4 separate regions of the Mus musculus genome follow, and all the other regions are linked to region 1. A link is a contact called in public ChIA-PET, HiChIP or PLAC-seq and promoter capture Hi-C data. All regions are on one chromosome and are shown on one strand. Each heading gives the region's core, a stretch centred on a gene start, on an enhancer-like site or on the middle of the called end of the contact. The rest is flanking DNA. Distances are from core to core; before and after follow the strand shown. Region 1 holds the start of Xrn2 (5'-3' exoribonuclease 2). Region 2 overlaps Ralgapa2 (Ral GTPase activating protein, alpha subunit 2 (catalytic)). Region 3 overlaps Ralgapa2 (Ral GTPase activating protein, alpha subunit 2 (catalytic)). Region 4 overlaps Ralgapa2 (Ral GTPase activating protein, alpha subunit 2 (catalytic)).

The links. Promoter capture Hi-C pulls out the DNA fragments that hold promoters and counts their contacts. ChIA-PET counts read pairs in DNA pulled down with a chosen protein or histone mark. HiChIP or PLAC-seq counts read pairs in DNA pulled down with a chosen protein or histone mark.
Region 2: an H3K4me3 HiChIP or PLAC-seq map of bone marrow-derived macrophages shows a contact between it and region 1, with 4 times the contacts expected there. The contact joins the enhancer-like site here to the promoter of Xrn2 in region 1. A contact is called at or near these places in 3 of 39 promoter capture datasets (3T3-L1-derived adipocytes and liver) and 2 of 115 datasets of contacts at active chromatin or transcription factors (astrocytes and bone marrow-derived macrophages).
Region 3: a contact with region 1 is called in an RNA polymerase II ChIA-PET map of memory CD8 T cells, with 50 read pairs. The contact joins the enhancer-like site here to the promoter of Xrn2 in region 1. A contact is called at or near these places in 6 of 39 promoter capture datasets (the 3T3-L1 cell line, 3T3-L1-derived adipocytes, the HPC-7 cell line and 2 more), 1 of 484 Hi-C or Micro-C datasets (the G1E-ER4 cell line) and 3 of 115 datasets of contacts at active chromatin or transcription factors (bone marrow-derived macrophages, effector CD8 T cells and memory CD8 T cells).
Region 4: a contact with region 1 is called in a promoter capture Hi-C map of liver, with 2.0 times the contacts expected there. The contact joins the enhancer-like site here to the promoter of Xrn2 in region 1. A contact is called at or near these places in 5 of 39 promoter capture datasets (the 3T3-L1 cell line, 3T3-L1-derived adipocytes, hippocampal neurons and 2 more) and 2 of 115 datasets of contacts at active chromatin or transcription factors (astrocytes and embryonic stem cells).

Annotation. Positions count from the first base shown.
Region 1 is chr2:147,011,556-147,014,846 of GRCm38.p6, reverse strand. It overlaps Xrn2 (5'-3' exoribonuclease 2), which reads right to left and starts at 1,848. Exons shown (of 30, transcript NM_011917.3): 1 at 1,651-1,848. The coding sequence starts at 1,725.
Region 2 is chr2:146,439,375-146,442,937 of GRCm38.p6, reverse strand. The region is part of intron 10 of Ralgapa2 (Ral GTPase activating protein, alpha subunit 2 (catalytic)); the gene reads left to right. Among named protein-coding and RNA genes, the nearest start is that of Ralgapa2, 71 kb to the left of the region's middle. Within about 2 kb of position 1,482, at least 3 of the 459 cell types and tissues checked have an H3K27ac peak or open chromatin away from gene starts, as enhancers often do. A contact at or near this core is called in bone marrow-derived macrophages, where this site is marked.
Region 3 is chr2:146,495,841-146,499,450 of GRCm38.p6, reverse strand. All of the region lies in intron 1 of Ralgapa2 (Ral GTPase activating protein, alpha subunit 2 (catalytic)), which reads left to right. Among named protein-coding and RNA genes, the nearest start is that of Ralgapa2, 14 kb to the left of the region's middle. Within about 2 kb of position 2,315, at least 30 of the 459 cell types and tissues checked have an H3K27ac peak or open chromatin away from gene starts, as enhancers often do. A contact at or near this core is called in the HPC-7 cell line, effector CD8 T cells and memory CD8 T cells, where this site is marked.
Region 4 is chr2:146,469,283-146,472,740 of GRCm38.p6, reverse strand. The region is part of intron 3 of Ralgapa2 (Ral GTPase activating protein, alpha subunit 2 (catalytic)); the gene reads left to right. Among named protein-coding and RNA genes, the nearest start is that of Ralgapa2, 41 kb to the left of the region's middle. Within about 2 kb of position 1,865, at least 14 of the 459 cell types and tissues checked have an H3K27ac peak or open chromatin away from gene starts, as enhancers often do. A contact at or near this core is called in liver and neural stem cells, where this site is marked.

The DNA.
Region 1 (3,291 bases), core at 599-3,098:
GGAGGAGGGTATGGGGGACTTTTGGGATAGCATTGGAAATGTAAATGAGGAAAATACCTAATAAAAAAAAGAGGCGCAATGGACCAAAAAAAAAAAAAAAAAAAAAAAAAAAGGACTTGACGGAATGCCTGATAAAAGAATTTGGATGGGGAAAGGTATAAAGTGTACCCAACTAGGGGTGAAAGGGAGGGGGTAAGGGAGGAGCTAGCGCGAATAAAAGATAAACAGCCTAAACTACAATCACAATTAAAAACAGCCAACAACACTGCTTCTATCGAAGCTTGTATGGTCAAAGGTTTGACAATCTTGAATGAGAACTAAAATGTACAGGGGAACCAAAAAGTTAAACAGCTGGGGGGGGGGGTGCGGGGAAATAACATCAATCTTAGAAATAGAAATGATACTTTGTATAGGCGATAGAATTTTTGTTTGTTTTGCAAGAGGGTCTCATTACGTAAGCCTTGGTTTGCTTTGAACTCTGTGTATATCTGGCTGACCTCCAAAACTCAAGCCTACCTCTCTCCCAAGTGCTGGGAGTAAAAGTATGTGCCACGCCTTGGCCCGATATACGTTTAAACGAGTTCTCCGTTAAATTACAAATTTTACCGTCAGATTTATGGATTAGCATTAGAAAAACTGGGGTGGTGGTGAATAAATAGCTAATTCCTCTTCTACCCAAAATTAGATAGACCTAAAACCGATAAATCAAACTTAACCATATTAAGAGACACAACCAAAACAGTTCAAAGTGTCTGTTACGAAAAAGTGGCTCTCCCTTTGGAAGACCCCCCCCCCCCAGGAGAACACAATGTTTATAAAGAAATAATGGTTCAGCTTAGCAATTTGTCTTTGGAGAACACAAAAATATACTAGGATTGTCACCAAAACAAAGCTTTTGGTTTCTTCTAAGACAGGAAGTGAGAAAGTAAATAACTTCAGCGGGAGAAATAGGTTCTTGGAGAGAGGCGGTTCTAAAGCCGAAAGTGGGAGGGGACACATGTGCCCGGAACTTTTCCAATCCAGAAATTCTAACTTAGAGTACAAAGTCGAACTCGACAGAATTACGCGAACGACAAAAGCAACACTCACGAATCGGAACGACTTAAAAGTCTGCCTGTAAACTAGCAAACTAACGGAGGCAGGAAGTGAAACACAGCGAGCTGCCCGGCATTCGTACAGCAAAGCCCGCCAGGGAGAAAGAGCGCTCCCCTAGCCTAGTCCTTCGTAACTAGCTGCTGCCCGCGCACGCTTAACTGCAACAAATGGCCAGGCTCGGGTGGAAAACAAGCGATCCAGCCAACGGGAACTCCGGGCTCAAGACAGTGGACCAACCAGCGGTCCCTACCCTGCCAACCTTGCTGCCCGCGCTAGGGGGGCTGACTAGCCTGGGCGCCCTTTGGAGCTCAGTGAGCGGCGCGGAGGGAACAAAGCCGTGGGCGGAGCCTGGGGTGCCCCGCTTCGCAGGCGGGGGAGGAGCCGCCCAAGCCCCCAAAGCCCCCTACTCGCCCTCGCTCCGCCCAGACCGCCTCCGGAACCGCGAACCCGCGAAGCGGCCCGTGAGGCAGCTTGGGGCGGGCGCCCATCCCCGAGGGCCTCGGCCTAGACCTGCCACGCCGGGTCCCCACTCCGGCGTACTGGCCGCCTCCTCACCTTCTCCTCCACGCAGTTGACAATGATGGACGGGTACTTGCGGCTGAGCCAGCGGAAGAACGCCGGGACTCCCATGACCAGCGGGCAGCTCGAAACAGCAGCCGGGCCAGCGGGAGAGTGTAACCAACGAGACTAGCAGGAGCGGCAGCCGCGGGCACCAGCACTTCCTCCCACGTGCGTTCAGCGGCCGGAAGTTACGTCATACCACCACCGCGGGGGATGCAGGGAAAGGAGCTCGGTTAAGTGGAAGTTCATTTAGACTGCCGGAGTGGAGGCCCGGCTGGGCGAGCTGTAGACCTGGCTCGCCGCGTTCTCTGGTAAAGCCTTTGAGAGCCGACTCCTGGCGGATGCCTTCTCCGGCAATCCAGCCAAGAGCGCCGGCCACATTAGGCCCGCAGCCGCAAAGTCCTTGTGTGGCCGAGACTTTGGAAAGGCGTGGCCTATCTTACTTCCTTTCTCACAATCAGTCTTGAGCTGAATAGAAGCATCTACACTCTAGTTTCCATTTCCTGGTTTCTCTCATTTCTATGCTGCTGTGCCTGGCCGAACTATGAAAAAGCATCCTCAAGTGTTTTGCAATTTTTTTTTAAAATCTGCTTTGCATAAGCAACTTTTTAAAAATATGTTTAAGATTTATTTTTAGTTACGCAATGTGTGTATATGTACATGTGGCTTTGTGAACGAGTGCTGGTACCTGTGGAGGCCAGAGGTTTCAAATCCCCTGGAGCTGGAGTTACAAACAGCAGTATTCAGCCTGCTGTGGCTGCCAGCAATCAAACTCTACTTTGGAAAAACAGCATGAACGCTTTACTGCTGAGCCATCTCTCAGCCCAACGAGGTCACTTTAAACAGTTGCAGAGTCTAGCCAAAATTTGCTAATATCACGTTCTAGCATTTATTGAGTACCTGTGATGTGCTTAGGCAAGGAACTAAAGAATTTTCTTATTTAATCACCAGTTGAGCCTTCTGTGCTGGCTGGCCGTGTCATTTGGGTGACTCCAGTGTAAAAAATATTCTCCAAACAGAAAAAGCAGTTTATTAGATTACGTGCATGCAGCAGGCAGGAAAGTAAAAAGCTAAAAGGGGCTTGTTTTGAGGAAGCCTGTTTCTATGTGGGCAGTAACAGCCTGGCCTTGAGGCAGTGATTGTTTGCCTGAGTCAGGCACAGTGTAACAACTCCACCCATCCTGTGGTCTTGCTCTACCGTTTTTGGGGGGGGTTTGGTTTTTTGTTTTTGTAACACAGATAACGGGTTATCAAAGAGCTAAATTGCTTGCTTATTCATACTGCTTGTATTTCACTTTAACCAAGGGTCATTTAATCCTCTGTTCTCAACCAACATGATATTTGTATCCCTTCTTTTCTGGTGGCTTCAAATGTACCCTGTCATATCCCCCATCCCACCTGCAGCATATGAAAGAAGTCTAGAAAGAGGAGGGAGGTATCTGCCCATTTGCTCAAGCTTGAAAGTCTCTTCCCTGAATCCCCCCTAGGCCTGACAAATCACAATCACAAAGGCTCACCTTAAGAGACCTCTAAAGTGTTTCTCTGCTGCTTGTCAGGCAGTAAAGGTTGCCCCTTCCTCAATGGTTTAATGACTTCATTTAAATGCTAATGTAGAGGTAACTTAAATGCTTAGAG
Region 2 (3,563 bases), core at 233-2,732, 570 kb after region 1:
GGTAGGAAAGGAAGAGCTGGGAAGAGCTGGAGCAGAAAGCTGGAAAGAGCAGGGGAAGGAAAAGAAAGTGAGCAGGAGCTGGGCCGCAGTCGAGCGGTGCAGTGCTTTGCAGCAGGCTTGGTGTTCCTGGGCAGACGTATCTGGGATCAGTTTTGACTGGCATCTTATGGCTAGCCAATTTTATTACACTAGAAATCTATCTTATAACAGATAAGTGTACCACTGATCAATGATTAAAAACTTATAATCCCAGTATTTGAGAGATGGCAGCAGGAGGAACAGGACTTTAAGCTTTAACTACATGGCTAGCTTGAGATTACTCTGGGCTATATGGAACTTTGTCTCAGAACACTAAGGAAGTAACTAACTAAATGTATCATTATCAAAATTGATTAGGAATCATAATGTATAGGGTTGTTTTAGTTTTGTATTTAGCAAATCTTTTACCTTGGTTCCACAGCCTTAGAGTACTTGCTGTGTTGGATATTGTGACGTGTGTGTGTGTGTGTGTGTGTGTGTGTGTGTGTGTGTGTGAGAGAGAGAGAGAGAGAGAGAGAGAGAGAGACAGAGACAGAGAGAGAGAGATTGAGTGGCTTCAAGAAAGTATTCCAAAACTCTCTCTCTCTCTCTTTTTGGTTCTTTAAAAATAGTGAGTGTGGATTTATTTATGTATTTATTTGGGCTTGTACATGTGGCCAGAGATTAGCAGGGAAGAAGAATCTTAGGTCTTTCTTGCACTTAGGAATTTATAAGCCAAACCTTTCTCACCATACAAGTCAGAGCCAGGAAGACTTTATAAGGACTTTGGACTTTGGTTCTAAAGTTGAAGCTTTGGCATGAGGACATTTAACATTTTAAAAAAGATAAACAGTTTTGCAGTAAGCAAGAAACTGTAACATAAATATATACTAGAAAAAGGAGGAAACAGGATTGGAAATTTATGAGGCAGAGCAGAAGAGCTCAGCGTATAGTCTTCCTAGCAGAGTGGAGCAGCAGGAGATAGACTAAACCAGGTAAGGAAATGATCTTGCACAGACCTCGGAGTGGCAGGTAAAAACTGGGACCTGTTGAAGTGGAGGGTCTAATGAGCAGGCCTGAGACAGCTGGCTTCTCTCCCAGTTCTCTTCCGTGTTTGTGTGCTTTCTGTCCAATACGAGTATCCTGCTGTAGCTATAGATGTTCCTTTTTTCCTTTGAAAGGCTGAGCATTTGCAGTATGTTTGCATGAGCATCAGTTGCAGCATAGCTGCATGTGCTGCCTACTTTTATGTCAGCTTGACACAAGCTAGAGAAGGGAACCTCAATTGAGAAAATGCCTTATTAAGATTCAGCTGCAGGCAAACCTGGGCATTTTCTTATTAGTGATTGATTGGGTAGTCCCGTCCATTATGGGTGAGGCCATCCCTGGGCTCTATAAGAAAGCATGCTGAGGGAAACGTAAGGAGCAACCCAATAAACCAACTTCCTCCATGGCCTCCCTCTGCATCAGCTCCTGCCTCCGAATTCCAGCCCTATCTGAGTTCCTGTCCTGACTTCCTTAAGTAATGAACAGTGATGGGCGTGCACGAGCCAGTTAAACTCCTATTCTCTCCTACTTGCTTTTGATCATGGTGCTTATGGCAATTGAAACCCTGACTAAGAGGATACAGAAAGTCAAGTTTCATTGCTGCCTGGAGAAACCACACATTTGAGAGAGAAGGTGATGGGAAAGGAAGCACTTTATTGGCAACGAGGTGACAAGTTGGAAGATGAGGACTCTTGTGTGTCTTAGAAAAAGAAGAAGCCATGTTGAGGGGTTGCAGGTATAAGACTCCATAGATACTGATTTTGGGTATGGGCATAGTGGGTAGGCTTTTGAATTTGGCAGGAATGATACTATTTCTGAATTTTGGTTAGTTTGCTTTTCTGTCACACAGACTGTTGTTATCCATAAAAGGTTCTGGGTTCGTTCTGCAAATTTAAAGAGAAGTTGCTGACTAAATAGCATTATGTCCCATGCCATTTTATGTCCTTTCCCCAGGAATAGCTAACTCGGCAGTTACAAAAGTGTATAGCAGGCATGTTTCACCCCAGGGTAGCCAAAGGCAGCTGTCCCTGGAGAAGCAGGAAAGATAGCTGAAAGAACAACTTTCCCTGAGCAAGACAGTGAAGTGAAGCTTTTCACAGAGCAAAGAGTTTAACCCACTAGGTGACTTCAGCCAGAGCTTTCCTCTGTAGCAAAGGTGGTGGGAGACCTGCAGTTGACTGCTCAGCTGTGTGATCACCAAACTTAGTGATTAATCTAGCCATGAAGCCAGACTAATTTAGTTAGATTTTTCTCTCTGTAGCATTACTATATATTCTAGTTGCTATGCATTCCTGTAAATTGATAGTTTATTAAGAAGCTTTCATGTTTTCAAAATTTATTTTTTATTTAATGACATTTCCTTTCTGCCCTTTGCTCCCTCTAACCCATCTCCTATTTATCTTCTTTTCAACCCCCCACCCCCCCATGTCCCTTTTCCCACTCCCATCTCCTTTTCCAACTGACATCCACCTGGGAGAGGGTAGTTCTCCCTCTCAGCTATTACTTACCATTTTTTTATCTAGGTGTGGGACTCCATGAGATTGCCTTCTTTCCAAATTACCACATCTGTTGATGTTTCTGTTGATAATGCCATTGTTCAGGCTTTGCTGAGACTGTAGAAGGTACAGTCTCAAAGCAGACTTCCTGGTCATCTGGCATTTATAATCCTTTCATGGTGTTCCCTGAGCCTTGGGTGTAGGAGCTGAGTTAAAGGTGTATCTGCTGGGACTAGCCCCTCACAGTACACCAATCTAGTTGTGTCCACTCGTAACTTTCTGTGATGGCCGTGATCTGATGTAGAGACAGCAGCTTCTAATTTTATAAATAGAATGTGTAGTGTTAATATGTTGCCTTCTGGTGTTTGCATGACACATATTTTTCTACCTTTTTACTGTGTACAGCTCACATACATATGCTTTGGATTTTCTCTTACAAATTCCATGTAATTTTTAAAAACTTTTTCCTAAATACAGTGTTATAACCTCTGTGTTTTGATTACAGCTTTATTCTACTTCCATGTAACATAGAAACTGCTTTTCTTGGATGTAAATCAAGTCTTACCTTTCACGTTCTAATTGTACTGAGGGTTATTTTTTGTTGTTGTTGTTGTTGTGTTGTTGTTGTTGTTTTTGGCTAATTGTCCCTTCTTTCTTCAGTACTTACTGTAATTGTTTAATGGCTAGAGAACATCACACCTCTCTAACACCTCAGCTTATAGAACTTTGTTATATATTTGAAATCCACATTATAAAATGAATGCATATATGTGCACCATACTTTTCATAACACACACACACAAACCCTATTCATTTAGAATTCTCCAAAAGCTCGTTTTGTCAAATTTCTGACCTAGGATAATTTCCCTTTATGTCTGAAGGATAATTTTTAGTACTCCCCTTAGTTCATGACTGTTGGTAACAAATTTTCTTATCTGAAAATGTCTTTTGCTTTCACCTTTGAAGTATATTCTTCGGGATGCTATGTTCTGTCTATACTGT
Region 3 (3,610 bases), core at 1,066-3,565, 520 kb after region 1:
AGCACCATGTCTGGCCTTTCAAAAATTTTTATATCAGCAGGCAAAGGAGCCCTATAGCCATTAAACAGTCACATGACTGCTACTTGTGTGTTTCTGTTTAGCTTGATAAAACATTTTTTACATTTACATTTTTTCTTAATTCTCAGCCAAAAGATGTGTCAGCATTTATACCAGCCAACACCCATGTGTGCAAGAATTGCAAACCAGTGCCAGCTGAAGGAAGGGGCAGAGTATCCAGAAAACAGTGAAAGGTCACATTTGGCCTTAGATATGACTGTCTGCCAGATAGATATAAATGGTGTCCAGAGCATTCACCAGCTCACATCCGTTCACTAACTTTTATTCCAAATCACTGAGGAATCCTGAGTTGATATTCTGTAAATTATTTAAGGATTATTTACTCAATTTGAGAGAAATAAATCACTGTCTTTTGAAGAGAGAGGTTTGAGCTGTTAAGTCTGTCTAGAGTAGAGACTCTCCATTGGTCTTTAAGTTATTCCAGAGAATTAAGTTATTTCACTTGCCTGGTATTCACAAATCAAGGCCCAGCCCTCATAGGATTTTCATTCTACCAAGACAAGCAATATATGAATAACAAAAAGTTTATAGTGTAATTTTAAGTATTGATAGAAAAATGGATCTTGGTCAGGATGTGTGTGCGCATGCCTGTCTTGTGTACATGCCTGTGTAGGGCGTCAGAAGAGGCTTTCTGATGTGTTTTGTTGAAGACCTGAGTTGAGAAGGTGATGGCTTTGTCATTATCTTAGGAACGAGTATTCCAAGGAAGGTGCAGAGGCTTCAAGTCATAACTGTCTTGGAATTGCCCCAGAGCCCCAGAGTTCGATGAAAAGGAGCAGGGGTGAGGCCAGGAGGGGAAAGATAAGATAGGAGCCCCAGGGTGTGATGGACAGGGAGCTGAATTGCTGTGCTTCCTGTTTGGGTAAGTAGACCTGCTCACTAGACGCTGGCTGTCTCACTGCGAGCTCTCTATTGCTTATGGGTTAGTTACCTTTCTAATGCAGTGATGCAACACCACGACCAAGGCTTAGAGAGAGAAGGGTTTATTTGGGGCTTACAGTTACAGAGGGCTAAGTTCATGCCTTGTCCCAGCAGGGAAGTGTAGGGACTGGAGCTGGAAGCTGAGCGTCAACTGGGATGACACATGGCTTTTGAAACCTTGAAGGCTACCGGCAGAGATGAATTTTCTCCAGCAAAGACATCCTTCCTGAGCCTCCCCAAACATGGTCACCAACAGGGAAGCCTAATATTCAATGCCTGAGAAGCGGGGTTGGGGGTTGGAGATCTCATTCAAGCCAACACAGCTTACTTTATGAAGAGTCAAAACCTTTGTCCTAAGCTGGGCAGTGACTGGAGACAAAAGAGAAGAGAGAAGGAAGTGGTATTGGACAGCTCTGAGTGGTGTAGAAGCTGTGGCATGCATACTTGTGGAGAAAGAGGGGACACACAGTTTGTGTCCTTCCTCGCTCTGCAGGGACCAGTGATGAGGATGCAGGCTAGGAACACTGTGGCCCATGGAACAGGAAAGGTAGAGTATTCTGGACCATGTGCTGCGGCCCCACAATGGACTGCACTGGTAATTGGGTAATAGGCAAAGACAGGCAATTAGAAAGCACTGTAGACATGGAGGAAGAGGGAGACAGGCCATTGGCTGAAAAAGACTGAGCTGAGAAAAATGTCTGTGGGTCAGAATAGTAATGACTCAGCTATATAAATGATGACAAACAGCAGCAGACCCTGCCGGGAGGCTCATTGCAGGTTTTAACGCTTTTTTTGTATTTTGAGGGTTTCTTAATAAAAAGACCTGTGAGAACTTTGAATTTTGGTTTAGTATTAACTGTATTATGAATTAGTGCCACCGAGCCTTGTGTCTTTCTCAGACGGTGGTTGAGACCAGGCGTACCCAAGAAGACAGGGGCACACACGTTCCTGGGCCTCAGCGTGTTAACCACTGAAAGCACGGCATGTGTTCTCTTCTGACCACTTTTGTACATGTTCAGTTGTACTGTTCTGTACTGTGGTATTGCTGTGAAGAGACACCATGACCAAAGAAGGGTATAAAAGCATTTAACTGGGGGCTTGCTCACAGTTTCAGAGGGTGAGTCCATGACCATCCTGGCAGGGACATGGCAGAAGTAGCTAAGAGCTTAATAGTCTGCAAGATGTAGGCAGACAGACTGGGCTTTTGAAACCTCAAAGCCACCAGTCACACAACTCCTCCAATAAGGCCACACCTACTCTCTCCCAAAACAGCCCCACCCACTAGGGATGAACGATTCAAATGTGGTGGCCTTTCTCATTCAAACTACTACAGTCTGCTTGCAGTGGCTGCTGTAGCCTAAGCCTCTGGGATCCTTCAGAGACAATGTTAGTTCATGCCAGCAAATCAATAAATGCCTGCCTCCCTCTTTAGAGAGCAGCTTAATGGTTAGTGCTTGCTCTTCTGCTTGAGAGCCCAAGTCCATTCCAAAGCCCTGCTTGTATCCCACATGCTTTCCTGAGTCTTCTTACTGCTGTCTCCAGCCTGAAGATCCCATCACCTGTACGATGGTAGACTCCCAGAGCTGTCATTTCTGAGCCTAGACCATCTCATTAGCACTTTATAGTCTGTCTGGCAGAGTAAGAGGTTGACTCATATGGTCTAAGGCTACCAGGTCTTGTAAATGAAAGCTTGTTGTGATTGGAGATTTCATCACCTTTTTTGGCATCTTAAGGTATCCATGTTTGCTTCTTTCCACTCAGTACAAGCTCTTGAATATGACATAAGCATCTCTTGCTGTAGTTGTGTTTTCTATCCTTTCTACTGAATTATAGATACACAGCCTTTCCCAAACATAACTAATCTCCTTTCAGCAATTAGATCATTACCAAGCACTCCGAGCAAGGTATGGTGCCATTCCTAAAGTGCACATATTGGACAGGGAATTTGTGAAAATTGCTGCTTTTAGAAATGATCAAGCTATTATTCTATGTATCATTTGTGTTAACTTTTCTTCAGAATTGAAAAGTTGTGTTTTCAAGTTTAAAGAATAGTGTATCCAATGTACAGACTGCATAGTTGCTAATTTCTTTTATAGTAGTTCAGTTTTGAACTACTGTAAACGAAAGTTTTTCGTTTCTTTACAAAACACTGGGAAGCAACTTTTCTTCTTTTAGCTTTTTTTTGGGGGTTGCATATTTAATACACCTATTATGAAAATTTGAATAATGTGAATGAGCTTTGAGTAGTGTAAAAAATCATTTAAAATTCCGCAGTCCTTTATCCATTGCTGGTATTTGGGTAAACCTGCTCTCTTGCTTGTGCATGTTCCCCTGTCTCTCTTGCTTTCAGCTGTGCTTGTGAGCACCCACACACACCACCTGTTTGCACGAGTTATCATTATACATAGTCTAATGCTGTGTTTTTATGAAGATACCTTAAACGTTTGTGCATTCCAGGATGGGAAGACTTATATTATCCTTACGTGGCTGTATTGTGTCTTACTGGGCTCCTATAACAAACTGTTCACTACTCCGGTAGTGTTGCTATAGCAATTAACGCTGCTCACATTGTTCTGCCAGCACTGGTGCAAGATCCTCGCTACCCGCCCTA
Region 4 (3,458 bases), core at 616-3,115, 540 kb after region 1:
AGAGGTTTCATTTACAGAGCCTGTGTGTGCTGTCATTGAACTTGTATACACTCTCCCTGCCAAACTCACAGACATCACAGAGTCTGAAATTATGGCTAAACACACTTGATTTTCAGAATCCTTATTCTAAATTTTATCAAAATTATTTCCCAGATTATACTATTTAAATCTTGCCATTATCCTTCTAGACACCCAAATGCTCTTTCTAGTCTGTAAAATGAGGCTCAGCTGGTCTGTCCTTCCCTCTCCCCAGGGGAGTCCTCCTCTGGAGAGCAACTCCCTCAGTTCCAGGCCACTTTGCCAGGTGTGTTTCTTCTCTGCCTGTTAAGCCATGTGCCTTTCTTTGCAGGGGCTTTAACCCTTTTCTTACCACCACTCTTTTACTGCTCAAACTCACTGAATAAATTCTGGTAAGTGTTGCTGGGATGAGGGATGGGGAATGCTTATTCTTCTAGTGAACTTGTGTAATAAACCATAGTGTGTGTGTTATTCCTTAATGTGGCTATGCCTTAGCCTCTTAATGAGGCCATAAAATTCCTCAGCCTAGCAGTCATTACTTTGTACTTGCTAATATTTATTGTTGAATTAAAGTCTCTTAAATTCTCAACCTCTGTTCATTGTAGTTATTTGGTACTTTTGTGTTAATAGCATTTTCCCCCACCTAGAACAAGCTAGATGGAAGAGACAAGGCTCAGATATGTCTGGGTCTAGATCGGCTTTGACAGCATTAAGCTGATGATTTTGATAGAGGTACCTACCTTCTTTGCTTTGGCTTCCAGGCCTAGAAATCAGGGGGTAGGACTAGTGAGCCTAGAAGTCACTTACAGGTCTGTTAACCCTCAAAACTGTAACTGCAGCTTTGTTTGAAGTGTCTACAATTTTTTTTAAATGTTTGAACTCTGGTTAGCCTTTTAAAATTACTTATTTTATGTATGTATGTATATATACCATGTATAGTGGAGAAGCTATGGAGTTTCCAGGCTACTACACCTGAAAGGTCATTCCTCTTTGTTAAACACAGGGTTAGATTTTCACTTTACTGTAGGTCTGTCCTTATGGGATTGGAGACTTCCAAGAATTAGGGTTTTACTGTAGTAGATTTCCTAGGCTTCTTAATAGTCCCAAGGTGCTATGGCTGTGGCCTCAGCATTGCTTGACTTCCATGGAGCAAGGAAACATGGCTTCAAAGCAGCTTTTTGGAAATATAAAATTGAAAAGTCATGCAAATTTCATTCTTTTGTATTCATGCTTTGGGATGAAAATGCCATTAATATAGCAGTAAATCAAATTACTTGGTCCCGTGTCTCTCCACCACACCTTATAGACTCATCCTTTACCCCCGCCTCCAAGCTAAAGGACATGAATTCCTCGTTCCAGGATAGGTCATTATGTCTCTTCTCTGTCCCTTCTTTGGTGGTCTGGGAAGCACTGAAGTGAGAGGTAAATTGCAGCAGGTGAGCTGCACAGTGGGTACAGGTGATGCCTGGGCCTTTTGAAAGGCACACAGATGAAGGGCACACAGATGAAGGGCATGAATAACCACAGGCACGGGTGTCTGCATTTCCCTCAGTACGCAGGGTGGCATAAGTACGTTATCTTCCCTCCCCAAAGATTGTGGGGATGCTGGATCAGAGCCAGGGCGTTCATTTGCAAAGCCTTGCCCACAGCTGTGTTCAGGAGTTATTGTATGACCGCTGGTGAGCCTAGGGCTGCAGTAGGTTTTACATGTCACTTTAGCAGATTTCCATGGTGGGTTTCTTCCTCAATGCTCAGGTGAGCTTTGTAGAGAGAATGAGTTTAGCTTCTCATGATTTCTCCAAGTAAGGAAAAGAGACTTTCAACTTCTTTCCTGAAATCGGTCACATGGCTTGTCCCAGCACTGTGTTAGGAGCTCTGCAAGTAGGGTGAAACCAAAGTCTGGCTTTCATTCCTCTGACACTGCTTTGGATTTGAGTGCCACCCCTAGCTTGATTGTTGATTTTATTACTATCTCTTCTTGGTGCATGCATTTACTGGATACTAAATCCAGTAAATACTAAGGGGCATGTTAAAACATAGGATTCAGGTCTCTCTCTCTCTCTCTTATCATAGTTATTCTGATGTCTGTTTTTGTTTGTGAACTGAACAAACTGGAAGATAGAAAAGATATAAATGTTTAGCTTATTTTGGACATAATTTGCTTATTCTATTGTGCTATATTAATAGTTTGAATTAGAGGACCAAGGTCTGAGGTGAAGGTATTTGTTTTCAGTGGATAAGTTAACTGCCACACTGCAGGACTGCAGCCTCTCTTATGATTTGGGATCTCGAGGTGAGAAACTTGGGATTGGCCCAACAGAGTGTACTGAATTACTCAGTTCACCTTGGAGGAAGGGAACCTGGAGACAAGACGTTTGTGGAAGTCTGAAATTACATTCTTGTGATTGATTATCTGCCTTAGCAAGGTGCCTTACCCACCCCATCGTGGTAGCAACTGACCTGTGGTAACTGACACCCTCAAAGAAGATCACGTAGACGAGAGATAGGAAATGTACACACGAATCCTTTCGAGATAATAGAAGAGAGCGCACATCAAGACTTAATGGCAGGCCATTCACAATAACAAGTTAGCAGGTGGTGTTATGGTCGAACAGAGCACGTCTTCTCCTTTTACAATGTTCTCACAATAATGTAGAGACCTAGTTTGTATGAATTGGTTTCTTTTTAAAAAATATTCGCTTAGAAGAGAGCTGTACAGGTGCTTGCTGTTTTGTGTGTTTTCGCTGGCTTGTTTTGTGTGGTTTATAACACAGTAGCTGTTAGAGAGCGACATCTAGTGTTTGTGCAAGTGACACTGGGTAGGAAGGAAAGAGCTAGCTTGAAGCCTTCCTTCCCTGCAGCTAATCCTTAGAGCAGGGACATTTACTGATGACAGTGTGGCCAGTCCCACAATAGCCTACAGGTCTGTAGTACATCTAGTGTCATTTCAATCTTAAGTTTCTGAGGTGGCAGCAACCAAGCATTGCATGCATGCTCTGCTGTTTCTGTCTCCTTCCCTATGCAGATTCTCTCAAAGTGAATTTTTTTTTAAATAAAAGAACGATATGGAAAGGAGAGCCAATTAGATATGCTAGTACAAAATAGAAGAGGATGAAAGACATATAGATTTTAGCCAAAAACCAGAAGCTTGCGTGAATTGGAGACTAACTAAAGGGCGTGACTGACACCTTTTATGTGAGTTTCATGTGTACAAAGACGACTTCTTAGAGCTGACCTTTCTTCAGGGCAAAGCTCACCTCTTATGGCAGAATTTTATGCTACAAAGTTGAGAGTCTATGAGACATCCTAGTGAGGTGTTTTCTTAGAGAGGGTTAGACCTGAATATGATGTGCAAGTGAAAAGATAAACTTATAAAATGTATCATGTTTCTGCTTCCAAGGCTTCAAATGTTTGAAAGTTTATGTGTTAGTGCGTAATGG